Linked DNA regions of Anser cygnoides: region 2 is linked to region 1. Evidence: chromatin contacts called from public Hi-C data. All regions are on one chromosome and are shown on one strand. The core of a region is the stretch at or near the end of the contact, and the rest is flanking DNA. Distances in the headings are between cores, read along the strand shown.

What was found. Hi-C and Micro-C count contacts between places; a contact is called where the count stands out from the background.
Region 2: a Hi-C map of liver shows a contact between it and region 1, with 1.5 times the contacts expected there. The contact joins the promoter of CRY2 here to the enhancer-like site in region 1. A contact is called at or near these places in 2 of 7 Hi-C or Micro-C datasets (both in liver).

What each region holds. Positions count from the first base shown.
Region 1 is chr5:33,954,509-33,961,385 of Taihu_goose_T2T_genome, forward strand. All of the region lies in intron 3 of LOC106043321 (transmembrane protein 263-like), which reads left to right. Among named protein-coding and RNA genes, the nearest start is that of CHST1, 56 kb to the right of the region's middle. Within about 2 kb of position 2,438, at least 2 of the 3 cell types and tissues checked have open chromatin away from gene starts, as enhancers often do. A contact at or near this core is called in liver, where this site is marked.
Region 2 is chr5:34,049,135-34,056,011 of Taihu_goose_T2T_genome, forward strand. It overlaps CRY2 (cryptochrome circadian regulator 2), which reads left to right and starts at 3,880. Exons shown (of 12, transcript XM_066997839.1): 1 at 3,880-4,101; 2 at 6,732-6,840. The coding sequence starts at 3,926. It overlaps SLC35C1 (solute carrier family 35 member C1), which reads left to right. Exons shown (of 3, transcript XM_066997841.1): 3 at 2,152-3,711. The coding sequence ends at 2,711.

The DNA of each region.
Region 1 (6,877 bases), core at 1,188-3,687:
ACACAGGAGTCTTTCTTGTTTCCTGAGCAGGTATGGGACTTCAGTTATTCTGCATTCACAGTCCTTGCTCCCCTTTGGAAAGAGTCAGATATTCTGTCTTAATACATTTGCTGTTTGAGGAATGGAAGGTTTATCACTGTCCTTGAAAAGTAGAATTAATGCAGTTGCTTCTATAGTGCCAATTAAATCCTCTGTTTAATTCTGGGTGCCAGCTGGAGATGTTTGTGACTGAGACTTTAGATGTACTTGTCTTAATGCCTCTGTTTTAGCTGCTGTTGGTGTTTTCCCTGTCTCTGGTGTCTTATATTCCAGGCCAGTTGTTTCTGAGGGCATTAGCAGACCCCAATTTCTAATCCCCCACATTCATGGGTTTCTTGTTCAACCCCTCCCTTTGATCTTGGACCAAAAACTCCCTGCATTTACTTGCGTGTGTATCATCAAGCCCAGGGCAGTCTCATCCTTACATATGGAAAGGAATTAAATTAATAGCTGGTTTAGAACTTTTGGACAGTAATTTGGCCAAATGCTCTCGGAGGGCAAGTCATGTTTGGGTTTGTTGAGTTATTGCAAATTGTTTTTCAGTCCTGCCACTGCTGGAGCACCTTCCCCGCTTCTTGCTGCGGCTGCAGGCCAGGTATCGGCCATTGCAGGACAGCATCCAGGTGGCACCTCTTGGGTCAAACTGATGGCTCCGATTCGGGCTGAAGTTCATTTGTGTCCACCAATAAATTCAGCAGATCTCGAAACTTTGCAATGACCAAGTGATGATGTAGCAAATGAGGGTGATTTTTCTTGTGTCTCCTTTCTTTCTAAGTTAGCCTCTGTTTCAAACATAGTGAACGTTTTCTGAATGTAACTGTGCAGACTTAGCCGTCTGTTATTGTATTCAGAAATATTGTTATGATGACAGTAATTCCTTAAGCTAATTCATTGGGCTGCTTGCTCTTCTTGCAGAGCTCCAAGGTGATCGGTGGCCATGAGTGCAGAAGCCTGATCAGTCCCATTTTCCAAAGAAGCCATCCAAGATTTTCTTGAGCAGAACCAAATGCTTTTTCTTTAGGACTGCATAGCAATAGAAGAAATGAATAAAAGGACAGCTAGTCTCGGCATGTTCTCTGGCAGCAAGTTAAATCATAGTAGCCTGCATTGTCAACACACAACGTGGAGCAAAGAGAATGTAGCACTCTCTCTAATCGCTTTCCTTGTGTTCAGGCTTCCACTTAGACTTGACTCATTGGGCTACTTGTCAGCTGGCCTAGCTAGCTTGTCATGGTACCTGCTGTGTCTCTTCGACCCTTCTGTCTCCCTTGCATGAATGACAACTATTTAATAAGGTTATTATAGGAAGACGGACCTGGCTGCAGGTCTCTGTTAGAAGAAGCATTGCCACCGATTCTTAAGATGAATAGCTACGTTGCCTCATTTCCCAAAACCACACATAACAAGAGGTAACTTCTCAAATGAGATTTTTATTTTTATGATGAAGAAAACAATCTTTTTCCTTACCCCTCCCCCTTTTTCTTTCCCCAGGGAGATCTGGTATTAAAATATTCAGCTGTCTGTCTCATTTCTCAACATGCAATTTGTCAGGAAGCGAGTTTCCATTAAATTCTTGATAATTAGCATACTTGGACTTTGATAGACATTTTTTCTTTTTGCAACAATATTTTTTTTCTTAGCTCATTATCTACATGCAAGATCAGTCAGCTAAATTTCTATCTGTCAGACATCTCTATCTTGGTTAATTTTTAACCACTTTGAGGCCTCTAAGTATTGCAATGAATTACTGCACTGGTTCTCAGGTTTCACATGGGTCACAGCTGAAATGAGTTGGGAAAACTCTGCCTAGAACATGCTGAATGTTTTTTGTTTTTTTTTTTTTCCTTTTGTGCTGCCTGTTTCGAAATTATACTTTTCCCTGTTTTCGATGATAAAAAAGGGAGTAGGAGTTCAGGCCTGGATGTCACTGGATGTGCTACTGCAGCAGTGGGGTGGTATTTAGAGAGCCTCAATCCTTTAAAACAGGGAATTTAGTATTTGGAAGGGGCTGGCAGGACTTCAGGCAGCTTCTCTATGTACATTATGCTTGGTTGTAGCTAGGCATATTGAGCTCGTTACTACCACAGGCACTGGATTCAACTAATTTTTTATTATTCATCACAATGTGTTCTTTGACTAAATTGAGTTTTCCATTGCTATTGCAGCTGCTTTCTCAAAAGAGCCGGTTATAAATGCACAGCCTCTTTTTTTCCTAAACATACTGCTTAAGAAGCACATGGACATGGCTATATTAACATACAAATCTCTTCTTGCCTAGTTACTCATCCGCTGGCCTTTTCTCCTGTGGGTGGCTGTTGTGAAAGAGCTTTTCAAAGTGCAAACGCTGATGCAAGTTCTGAAGTAGTTCTGTCCAGCAGCTTGTCAAGATGTCAGAGAAGAGGACAACTGCTGCAAAAATCCAAGCCCTTCCCCCAGACGACACCCATGGAAATGTCCAGTAAATTTTGCCCCAGGGTAACGTTCAAGTGAACGATATATATTAAAAATGAGGTAGGGAAAGTAGCAAGGAGGTAGCTAATCCCACTAAGCTGTGGGCTGGAGAGCTTTCTGCCATGAGCAGGGTAGGAATTGATCACAGCTGGCCACAATGGGCCATCCACCTACATTAACTTCAAAGGGGGCTCAGCAGTTACAGGTTCTCACAGGCATACTAATGCCTTCCAGGAGCAGAGACGGGAGGAAAGGATGCTCGGAGGGGGCGGACTGGGTTGCCCAGTTTGACAGTCAGTGAAAGGAGATTAACGGAAAAGTTAAGAATTGTCATGGTTCTGCATGAATATATTCCTCGTTGAAGGAGTGTGGAGACTCTGGGGTGCTCTCACAGCAAAGCGGGAAATAAGAACAGCAAATGACATAAAAAGCTCTTTTAAAATTCATTTTCTAATCAGTCTTCTCTATGCACGTCTGGTCCCAGTGCTTGGTGTAAGGTGCTGTGCAGCTCCCACCTTGAAACCAGGGCAGACAGAGCAACAGCGTGTGGAAAGCGAGCCAGGCTCTGCATGGCCTGATTTACATCCCTTCGATCTGGAGTGCAGATGGAAGGATGAGCCAGCTCTTTGGACTTTCCTGGCCCCAAGCAGCACTGCTGTTGATGGGCCTCAGGTCCCCTATTTGCAACTGATTTGAATCTTGTGCACTTCAAAGGTAATGTCTGTGCAAGATAATCCCTTGCTATGCATCAGCCCATGGCTTCTGGCAGCTTGACTTTAAAAGAGATAGAACAAACTTTGAAAATAATACCAGCGGATTTGGGTTTCTATCCTACTTTCCCATAGCCAAACCTTGCTCAGACCGCTGCCTAGCTAGTGAAATGTGTGTTGAAAGAAAGAATGTGAAAATCAGGCTGGAAGTTGCATGTAAGTTAAAGGCCAAAGAGTCACACCGTGACCTGGGTATAATTCCAGGACTCCCCTTCCTTTGGGAGCCCTCATTCTTCTGTATGGCTACTTGGAGAACAGGGCAAGGAGAAGAACATAGGTTAACAGGTTTTAGTGTTCTCCACTGTTGAATTATTCACTTCAGATACAGGTATTGGCACAGGACAGTGGCCGGGGCTGTTGGCCTTGGGTTCAGGTAGGTGAGCCACTTAGAAGCCACGTGCCTGAGAGGTCAGCCAAGGATAAGGGTGAGCAGCTTTCACTGCTGAGGTGGCCCCAAGCCACAGCACACAGGGGTAAGGTTGCAGCAACTTGCAAGTATGCTGCAAAGAGAGCTGGCTCACAGCTGCCAGCCCATCAAAGTCAATCGTCTTCCGTGCTCTCCTTCAGAAGGGGACCCTGTCCTGGTTTCTCAGCTGCTGCAAGCCGAGTGGCTGCTTTTAATAGAGTATGCACAGAAGATGGTTCTAGGCAATTGAATTAGGGTTGCGTTATTAGTCCATCTGTGCAATATGCTCTGTTTATTGACAATCTGGTTAGAGTGGCTGGAGCTTGTTAAAGGTAAAGTGTTTCCTACTGTCGGATTTTGGGAGTTGTCCACCTGTTCAGGGGAAGCGGTGCAGGAAGAAGGGCTCTCTGTGGGCTGAAAAGGTGCTCAGAGCAAACCATCTGCACTCTGGAAGCTTCTTGTTTGCCCTATGTTCTGACTTTCTGGAAGCAGTAAGGGGTGCATGGGGAAGGATCATCAGACAGTGGGATTTTGCTTTGCGGTCCCTTGTGACGTGCATGCTTCCACTGCACCCGCTTGCAGCAGGAGACAGCTGGTGGGGTGTGAGATTGTGTGCTGGGCTCCGGAGAGAGCTCTCTTTGCTTGCATTTCATCTCATCTGCAGCAGCCACAAGCCAAAGTCAGTCTCTGAATGTCAGTCTGTCTGTGAGGTATCTTTGTGAGTGAAATGCCTGCTCATCACAGGGGAGAACTGGGTGCTGCTTTGTTTGTTCGGGTGGTTGTGGCTTGACCTTATGCATCAGGTTTTACGTGCGTGCTGTAGATGTCAAGCTCTTGCCTGTAACAGCAGCCTTACTGTGGTATTTGAGATAGAAAGCTTATCTTTGAGGATGATCATTAAGAGACTAGGGAACAAATACAGCAATTGCTTATGCCATGAGTACATTGCTTTTTGAAGACAGCAGGTGCATACTCTTGCCTGGGGAACAGAAAAATGGCCAGAATCATAACTCTTTACCAAAAACCATGATGCTCATTTAGGCTTATGGCTTCTCTGGAGTCCCTTGGTTCAGAGCTTGGCTGTCAGTGTGCTGCCATACTGCTCACCAGCACCGGTTGTTTATTCTTGTATACGAGGGCTATCCATACTGGTCCAATCACATGGCCTATAAATAATCTTGATTTGTCATTTTCAGTATTGGGTCCCATTAAGTGAGATCAATTGTTGCACATTATGAGATAACACAAAATGTCTGTTGTCTCTCTGTTTATAGGTTCACAGTTAAAACGCTGTGCTGAGAGAAGCAGCAGCGATGACTAAAGAGTGTGTGGGACAGAGTTAGGAGAATAGACTCAGACTTTGAAAAGCTAAATATGTGAAACTTGACTACAAAGCAATTTATAAGACATGGTTGCTGTATTTAGAGCTTGAAAGTAACATGAAGAGGGAGAGTTGGCTAGTGTGAGCTAACAGGGATTCAATTTAAGCAAAAGATCAAGTAAGATCAGATATTTTTGTGACAGAGAAATATAAAAACTTCACCCTGAGTAAAAAGAGTCTCTATCCCTTTCTTTGTACCAAAGAGAAAGTAGTAGCAATGTGTGGAACAACACCGCATAGCACAAGAGGTGTGTTTAACCCTTGTAAGATTTGTGTTGTTCCTGAACTTGAGTTGCAAAGCAACTTCAGTTTCTAGAAGTCCAAGCTCCAGAGACCATCTCGTGAGGTTTCTTACTGTGGCTGATTATTTTCAAAGGGATCAGAAGGAGATAGCTAGCAAATTCTTACTGAAACTCTGTCCATGACTTGAAGAAGTCAAAATATTAAGCAGTATAGTTTGCACTGGCTGGCAGGAACCTGGGAACACTTATCTTCAGTTGCCTGACGGTGGCCTGAAGCAGCAGAGTATGAAAAGAGAAGAGGAAGGGTGCATAAAAAGTTGCTGTTCTTGAGACCATATGGGTTGCCATAGTGTGCCAGTCCTGCCCGGGAGCTCTCTTCGCTGAGAGCTGTGAGACTGTGAAAGCCAGTCCATATGAAAATGAGCAACACAGTCTAGAGACAGCCTGCATTTCTAGACATCAAACCTTGAAAAGGCAAGGATCACATAAAATGTCTGCATCATGTATTCATTCTCTTCATCTGGAAGAAGGAAAAGTTTAATAACTGAAAGCTAGACTAGGGAATCCGATCCATCCAGTTACTACGGAGAGAGAAGACTGTGGAATATCAATGCACTTTGAAATTGGTCTCCTCGTAGACCCTGGTGTATTTGTGATGATTTGCAAGTAACCTGACAGTGCACGAAATAATTGTCTTTGTAGATACAAAACAACACTGACATCCGCTTTGAAATTTAAATGAAAGAAACACAGTAGAGTACTTTCAGAAGCATAACCTTGGTGCATTGACTTATTTTTTTCTTTATAATAGGTTAATTACTAGAACAGGTATTAGTTAAAGAGGTTTCTATTTTGTTATAAAGCAGAAACACCCGTGTAAGGTTCCATGTTCTTGGAACAGTTACGGTGTATTGCTTCCCATTCTGTATATAAATATGACCTAAACCAAAGTGATTTAATTGTCTGTAAATAATTGTTATTCAGGAAATGCTTTGTTTGGTCTGTCCCGTTGCCACTGTGAAGTGCAAACCACAAAGCAAATAGCAATAAAAAATAGCTCATTTGATTATTTGCTGTGTGTGGTACACACAACAAACGCGCATGCAGCAGCTTTGATAGCCGCCTAGAAAGCTCCATTGGTGTCCGATGTCTTTAATGCAATTTCTTAGCAATAAATGGTTGTATTTGTGCAGAAGCTTTCAGTGAATAGTTTTATCCTTTTCAGCGTCTCTGGTTTGCTATTGTATTGCATCTGCAGATGAGCAGGGAGTTATTCAATATTAATAGGTTTATTTTATCAGGTAAAGTGTTTATTAAAGAGAGTTCCCAAGTATATGATAAAATCTTTATTCGAAGCTATGAAGTAGTGATAGAATTTGATGATCCTTCTAATGCATTCGGTATGAGACCATTTTACATTTCCAACAAAGACTATTGCTGCCCTAATTACAAACTGTTACACTCTAAATAGTAGAATTTAATCTTGTCTGGTCTCAGTATCAGTATTTGCTTTATCAGTCTTGTCAGGTGGCATTTATGGGGGGGGCATTCAATTTCATGCCATTTTAAGCAATTTCACTGGCAAAGC
Region 2 (6,877 bases), core at 2,630-5,129, 96 kb after region 1:
AGCACCCATCCCAAACCTCAGAGAGCCCGAGGAGGGGGTTCTCCAGAGGTTGGGAAAGTGACTGTAGAGGTCCCAGGTTAACAGGACTGTGGTGTCTCGCTCCAGGCTGCAGCATGCAGTTGTACTGCTACAGCCCATGGGGTTAACACCTGTTAGGTCCGTGGTTGCTCTCTGGCTGTTGCTGCTGGTGCACCTCCAGTCTGTAGTCGTTGTTCCTGTAGGACAGGGGAATGCAAAGTTCCTGCTTTCCCACAGAGGGCTTCCTACCTGCTTTTTGCACATGTTCCTTCCTAACCCTAGTGGTAGGCAAAGCCCTGGTAAGTGGGTTGTTGGGGCTGTATTAACCACCTCAAGTGGCCGGTAATGGTTGGTAGTGTTTTTCTTGCTTAACACTCAGAACAGGATGCTGAACCCAAATAACAAACCAAGCAGAACCATCCTTCCTCTTGGGAAGTCATCCTCATACACACGACTGCTTTTGAATGAGATGGGGTAATCGTAGGGCTCTTTTCTCGCTCTGCCTTAGGCAGCCTGCTTCCTGTGTCTGGAGCACATAGGTATCATTAGGAAAGGAAATTACTATCACTTGACTGTTGCTCTCTTTAAGCACTAATAACTGTCTATTCTCTAATGAAGTTTCATTTGCCTTAAGATGATACCACGTCTTTTCCCCACAAAGGCCATCAAAGAACTAGTTGTGTCTTCCCTATTTTCAAGTGAATGTTAATAATTAACTTTGAAAACAATAAGTGTTTATTTACACTGTCAGCATTGTTGGGACCATACAACGGAGCTTGCCAATTCAGACAGGATTAGCTAATCAAATCAAGCATAAAGCACCACCAGAAAGTCTGGTTGTGTGGTAAGGATGTAGGGCAGGGCATTGACTGGCTTAACGGGAATTGCTTACAAGTCTTTTTGCTCCAAAGGCCCAGTAAAATGAAAAGCTGCCTTCCATTTAGGGGGTCATTTTGATGCCAAGGATGGTGAAATGTTGACTTCAGTTCCAGGTGGACATGTGTTCATGTTGGTGCTTAGACAAGCAGATGGACTTCAGTAAGATGAGACAAGAAGTTTTTTATATGAGAGAGAAACAGGAGAGCCAGTCTGGCTGAACAGCTACTGTTCCCCCCTACCAAGTGATGCAAGCAGTTGGCTTTAGCTAGCCTTGTGTTCAGAGATGTTGCCTAAGTCTGTGGCATTTGCCAGCCTTCTGGGTTTCTCTAAGGCTCTGTCCCCTGGCTCCATCTCTCTTTGCTGTAGGAGCATCACCTGTATGTGTATACCAGCCAAGCATTCTCTGTGGCCAGACACGAAGTCCTTCTTGTCTGTGCATTGAGCTCTTTTGTACTTGGGCTCAGCTTATAGCATGTGTTGGCTGACTTGCAGGCAACTTTCCACGTGGCTTCTAATGTAAAGTAGCTAATGCAGAAGCATTGCAGCATTCCTTCAGTAGCTGATCTCTCCTTTTATATTTTGCTGAAGAGCTGGATCGGGAGAAGTCTCCCTCTCTGCCCTGGAGCAAAAGAGCCTGTAGCTCCTGTTTCAGAGCAGGTTAAAGAGCGTTCTGCCCATTGAAGAAGTTTAATACAGTGAGGATGTCTTTCTACTTTGTAGTCTTCTTTTGATCAAGGTCTTCTGTATTTTAATCCATGTGTTTACCATCTTTTCTGACTTATATTTCTGTTACTGTTAACAGTGCAGCAAAGCCTAGGTGGGTTGCGATACTTTTCCCCTAAGTTTTTTTTTCTTTAAACTTCTAAGGTAAGAGGAGTATTTCTTGCTACCTACATGTCCAGTTTGCTGTCTTTTCAATTAAAAATCATATGATCTTCTGCAAGTGACCTGTACACAAACAGTAGCTTTAGTTCATGTCCTTTTGTGATAATAATTTCTAAACTCCTGCTTCCTGCTCAGTGTGGGAATGAGACTGAATGATAGCACAATAAATTACCTGCACTCCTAAAATAAATCTTCCCAGGACAGTAGTCATGACACTTTGCGGGTTAGTATAATAGAAAGGGGAAGCCTTCTAACCTGCCTCTGCTTGTGGCTGTGGTTGTTCAATATTAGGTAGATGATGAATCACCAATTGTATATTTTAAGTCCTTCAGCATATGTTCAGATTATGCCTGATTTGTTTTGTTGCAGGTGGCTTCTGGCTGGGCATTGACCAGGAAGGAGCAGAGGGCACTCTGTCATGGACAGGTATATTCTTTGGGATCTTAGCAAGCCTGTGCGTCTCCCTCAATGCCATCTACACCAAGAAGGTGCTGCCTGTGGTGGATGGTAGCATCTGGCACCTGACCTTCTACAACAACGTGAATGCTTGTGTCCTGTTCTTCCCCCTCATGATGATGCTGGGCGAGTTCCACACCCTCTACCACTTTGACAAGCTGGGAAACCCCACTTTCTGGGGCATGATGACCCTGGGGGGAGTGTTTGGCTTTGCCATTGGGTATGTGACTGGACTTCAGATTAAGTTCACTAGCCCACTCACCCACAATGTGTCCGGGACAGCCAAGGCCTGTGCCCAAACGGTGCTGGCTGTTATTTACTTTGAGGAGACAAAGAGCTTCTTGTGGTGGACAAGTAACTTGATGGTGTTGGGGGGCTCCTTTGCCTACACGTGGGTAAAAGGGCTGGAGATGAGAAAAGTGGAAGAGGATCCTAATCTCAAAAGCAGTGAAAGAAATGAGACTGGCGTGTAGGCAGATTCAGCCTGCACCTGTTTCTGTACCTGGGAGTTAACCGTCAGAGCTCTTTTCCTCCTGCGGAGAAGAGCAAGGAGCAGGAAAAATTCACCTGCAAATGGTATGGGGAGTTGTGTCAGGAACCAGAGCCAAAGAGCTAACTGAATCATGTCTTGTCCACTGGATCTCCCCAGCTCAGAGACAGGGTGAGAGCATGTGTTCTAGAGAAGTATCAGGTTTTTTGTGGACATTTTTCTAAAATGGCTATTGCCACTGACCTAATCTGAGCAATTCCCATCTCTGTGGGGTGGGCATATAGTGGTCAAAGAATGGGATGGGAGCTTTGTGTATTTAGGGATCTAGAATGACAGCTGACTGAATTAAGAGTGTGGAGTTACAAAATCCTGAACCTCCATGAGGGGGAGGCAGGTAGCCAAGCTGTTTGGGATAGTCTTAAGTAAATGGTTCTGCTGCAAAAGAATTGGCAATAATGGTTTATTCCTGTTCAATGTGAAGGGATGGAAATTCCTTCCCATCTGGTTGTGTACAAGCCTAAGAAGCAGCAGTGCCCCAGATCCCTGTTTCAGTGGGTCAGTAACTCATCCTGCTGAGGTCTCTTGTTTCTTGCCCTCTGGGTTCTTAGTTTGGGAACCCTGTTAAGAAGCAGGTGTGATACATCAGCACCTTTTCCTGTGAGGGAAAGTGTGCGCTCTCAAATGGCCTGTCTGCCTTAAAAAAGAGGAGCAAGCATGCCTCTGCCCTCAGTGACAAAAGGGAGAGGAAAAGCTGTTTTGAAGCACTTTCTTCCTCCCACAACATCTCACGGGGTTCACAACACTCACCCTCCGTGCTCTCAATTTAGGGGCCAGGCTGACACCACCTGGGCTCCTTCCAGAAGACTTACACCACACCAGCTTTGTACTCTCCCCAGCTGCTCGGGGCTCATTCCCTCACAACCCCCCCGCCATTTTAGCCGGTCCCCGCCACCACCGTTTCAGCGCTTGAGGAAAAAAATAAATAAATAAATAAACTTTTAACCATGTAACACCCAAAACTGCTCGATTAAATCCTTCTCGTGACAGGGCTGAGGGGGGGGGCTCTCTCTGTGGCCGCTGGGGGGAGCAGGAGGCCGGGGTTTCCGCGCCTCGCCCGCCCCCGGGACCGCCCCGCCGCGGAGCCGCGGCGGGGCGGTCCCGGGGGCGGGTGAGGCGCGGAGGCTGCGGTCGCCCGTGATGGCGGCGCCGGCTGCGGCCCCGTCCCGCTCCGTGCACTGGTTCCGCCGCGGGCTGCGGCTCCACGACAACCCGGCGCTGCAGGCGGCGCTGCGGGGAGCCGCCTCCCTCCGCTGCATCTACATCCTCGACCCCTGGTTCGCCGCCTCCTCCGCCGTGGGCATCAACCGCTGGCGGTGAGTGCGGGGCGCCGGGGACCCCCACGGGGCGAGGGGTTGGGGTTGCGAGGAGGGGGGGCAGGGGTTTTTTGGAAGCCTGCCTCTTTCCTACGGGGGCAGGGGATGGTGGGGGTACGGCGGTGGTCCCGAGCATCGCCTTGGGAAGGGCTTTTTCCCCCTAATTTAGGGACAGGCAGAGCCCCCCGTGCTGCGTGATGCCTCCCCTCTGCCCTGCGGCTGCTGCTGGGTGTGGGAGTGCTGCCCCCCTCATCCCACCCCCCAGGGGCTGTTGCTGCAGCTGGAATGGAGCTGCCTGACCCCCCAGATACAAGCAAACTTATGGGGTGAGTCATTTCTGCGCAGAAAGCCAGACCGTGCGTACAGTGACATTATTACATAATGCCCTTGTGTCAGGTCTCGGATGCCCAAACGTCTGGAAACCCAATCCAGGTAGGGATTCACCTCCGCAAGACTCCCCCGCGCACCGGTGAAGCACATCACGCCGTCAGGGGTTGTGGACAGGGCGGCCACCTGGCCAGAAATCCTTCTAAGCGCGCTTTGCAGCATCACGTGGCGGCGCGTGTCCGCCCGGGGAAGCTGTGGGTGTCCCCGGTTCCTCTGCTGCCAACTTAGCCCCATCCGAGAGGAGCGGGGTGGCGCGGCTGCTTTCCGAGCGTTTCTAGAACACGCCTCGGAGGGTGGCTAAAAAACCATAAATGTGCAGAAATCACCACAATGCAGGCGTTCGATTTGCAGGAATTCATGGGTTCTGTCACTGGTCAATAGCATAGCAGCCTGAATTGATCTGTCCACAGACCACACTTGCAGCAGGCAGAAATGCCTTTCACGTGCTGCTGTTACTGCCAGCTGCCCTCGTTTGGGAGAACCAAAGCAGGGCCCCCAAAAGAGTAATTCCTGATCCATGTAATCCTTGTTTGTTTCCACCCACGTTATGGAGGGAGGGAAGCAGGCAGTGGTTTTATTTATGTCCTGGCCGTAGAAATATATATGAGCACGTGAATTTAAAATACAAAATCATGTTTTCTTGGAGGTGTGCACCTACTGCAAATGTCAGAAATTAGCACCGCTGGCTGCTAGGCAAAAATGTCTTAGCAAGCTCCGCACATTTACTGGAGTTCTGTTGTTTCCCAAGGGGAGCCCGGGATTTGTTTTGCTGTTTTTTCTTCATTTACTTGTGTTTTGCGGTCTGTGCTCTGCAAGCGTTTGTGTTTTACCTAGCCTCTAGACATTTATCAATCTGAAAATCCCTTACCATGTAATTGCACAGCATGTGGGAGCCATATAGGACTAGCATGTGTTTAATTTTCAGAACACCTTGGAAAGGTGATATTCCTATTTAACAGCCAGAAGGTGGGCTGGGGGCAGGGGAATGGTTTGTTCTGGTTACCCAGACCTGCTTCTTGGTCTTCTTTACTATTTGGCCCTCCTTGCATTGAACCCTTAGGGCCTTTCTCCTTGCAGAAGTGCAGAGGGAGCTTGTTCTGTCTCAAAGCTTGCAATTCCTGTTACAGGCAATGCAGTTGCGTGGAGAGGAAGGACCCAGCTTGCAGGGCAGTTGTAGCTTTGCTTTCCTCTTAAGTATGTGGGGTCTTAAGTGAGCTGATGCAGACACTCGTGTCTTGCAGGTCACAGTGCAGAGCGGGCACGTAGCGGTGCGGGAGAGGCAGAGGTTGGCAGGCTCACTCATGGTTGTGAGTTTGCCAGCAGCGCCACGTGCTGTCACAGGGATTAAAGTTTTAAAGCTGGTGTCTTTCACAGAGGTAGACAAAGTGAAGTTATGACGTATGGCTGTGAAAGTAAAGGTGATACACTTGGAGAGGTTTCATAGCAAAATGGGGGACCAGTAAAATGCAACATTAAGAGCTTAAATGTGTAATGCAGAAAGCACTTAAATGCCTTTTAATGGTTTGGGGACGGGTGGAAGTAGTTGAATGCCTTGACATGCTCTCATCTTCGTGTCTTGGTGGTGGAAGATAAATTGCTATTCTATTTGCAGCCGTTCTAAGTATGGATAATTCTTGCCCTGGGAGGTCTTGGTGCTCAGTCTTTCGCTGTTGATGAGGTAGGAGTGTACATCTCCCTGCTGTGAGTGTACATTTCTCTGCCATGCCTTCCCTACTCTGAGCCAGAACTGTAAAACTTGCACAGTTCTTGTGGTAATTCATTGCTTTCCTCAAAATAGTGTATGGATATCTTTCTACTTCATGCAAAATCCCTTATGCCGCAGAACCCATGAAAGAATGTGAATTGTATGGTTTATGCTCTTCTCCATGCAGGTGATGTAATGTGGAAGGAGCAGGTGTCAGGGGGTACTCACAGCTCTGAGAAAGAACATGGGAAGAGTAGGGGTTGCAAGAAGAAAAAAAAAAAAAGAAAAAACTGAGAGCTTTTGCATCTGGCCAAGCAGAACATGCATATGAATGGCCAAGAGTTGGCTGGTACGGCAATCTCATAACATTGGTAGGTAGACTGGGAATGAATAATAATTCTTGTTTTCTATTTCTCGTCCTAACTTTCAGTTTGATTGCTAATGCAGGTTTGCTGGAGTTCCTTGTAAATCCTCCTCATTTGTCTTTTATCTGTAGCCAGTCTGACTGACAGTAACTGCTCTCGTTTCTTCTCTGCAGGTTTCTGCTCCAGTCCCTGGAAGATCTGGACAACAGCTTAAGGAAACTCAATTCTCGCTTGTTTGTGGTGCGAGGACAGCCAACAGATGTCTTCCCAAGACTCTTTAAAGTAAGAGGATACACTAATTTTCTGAAGTGCAGTGAGG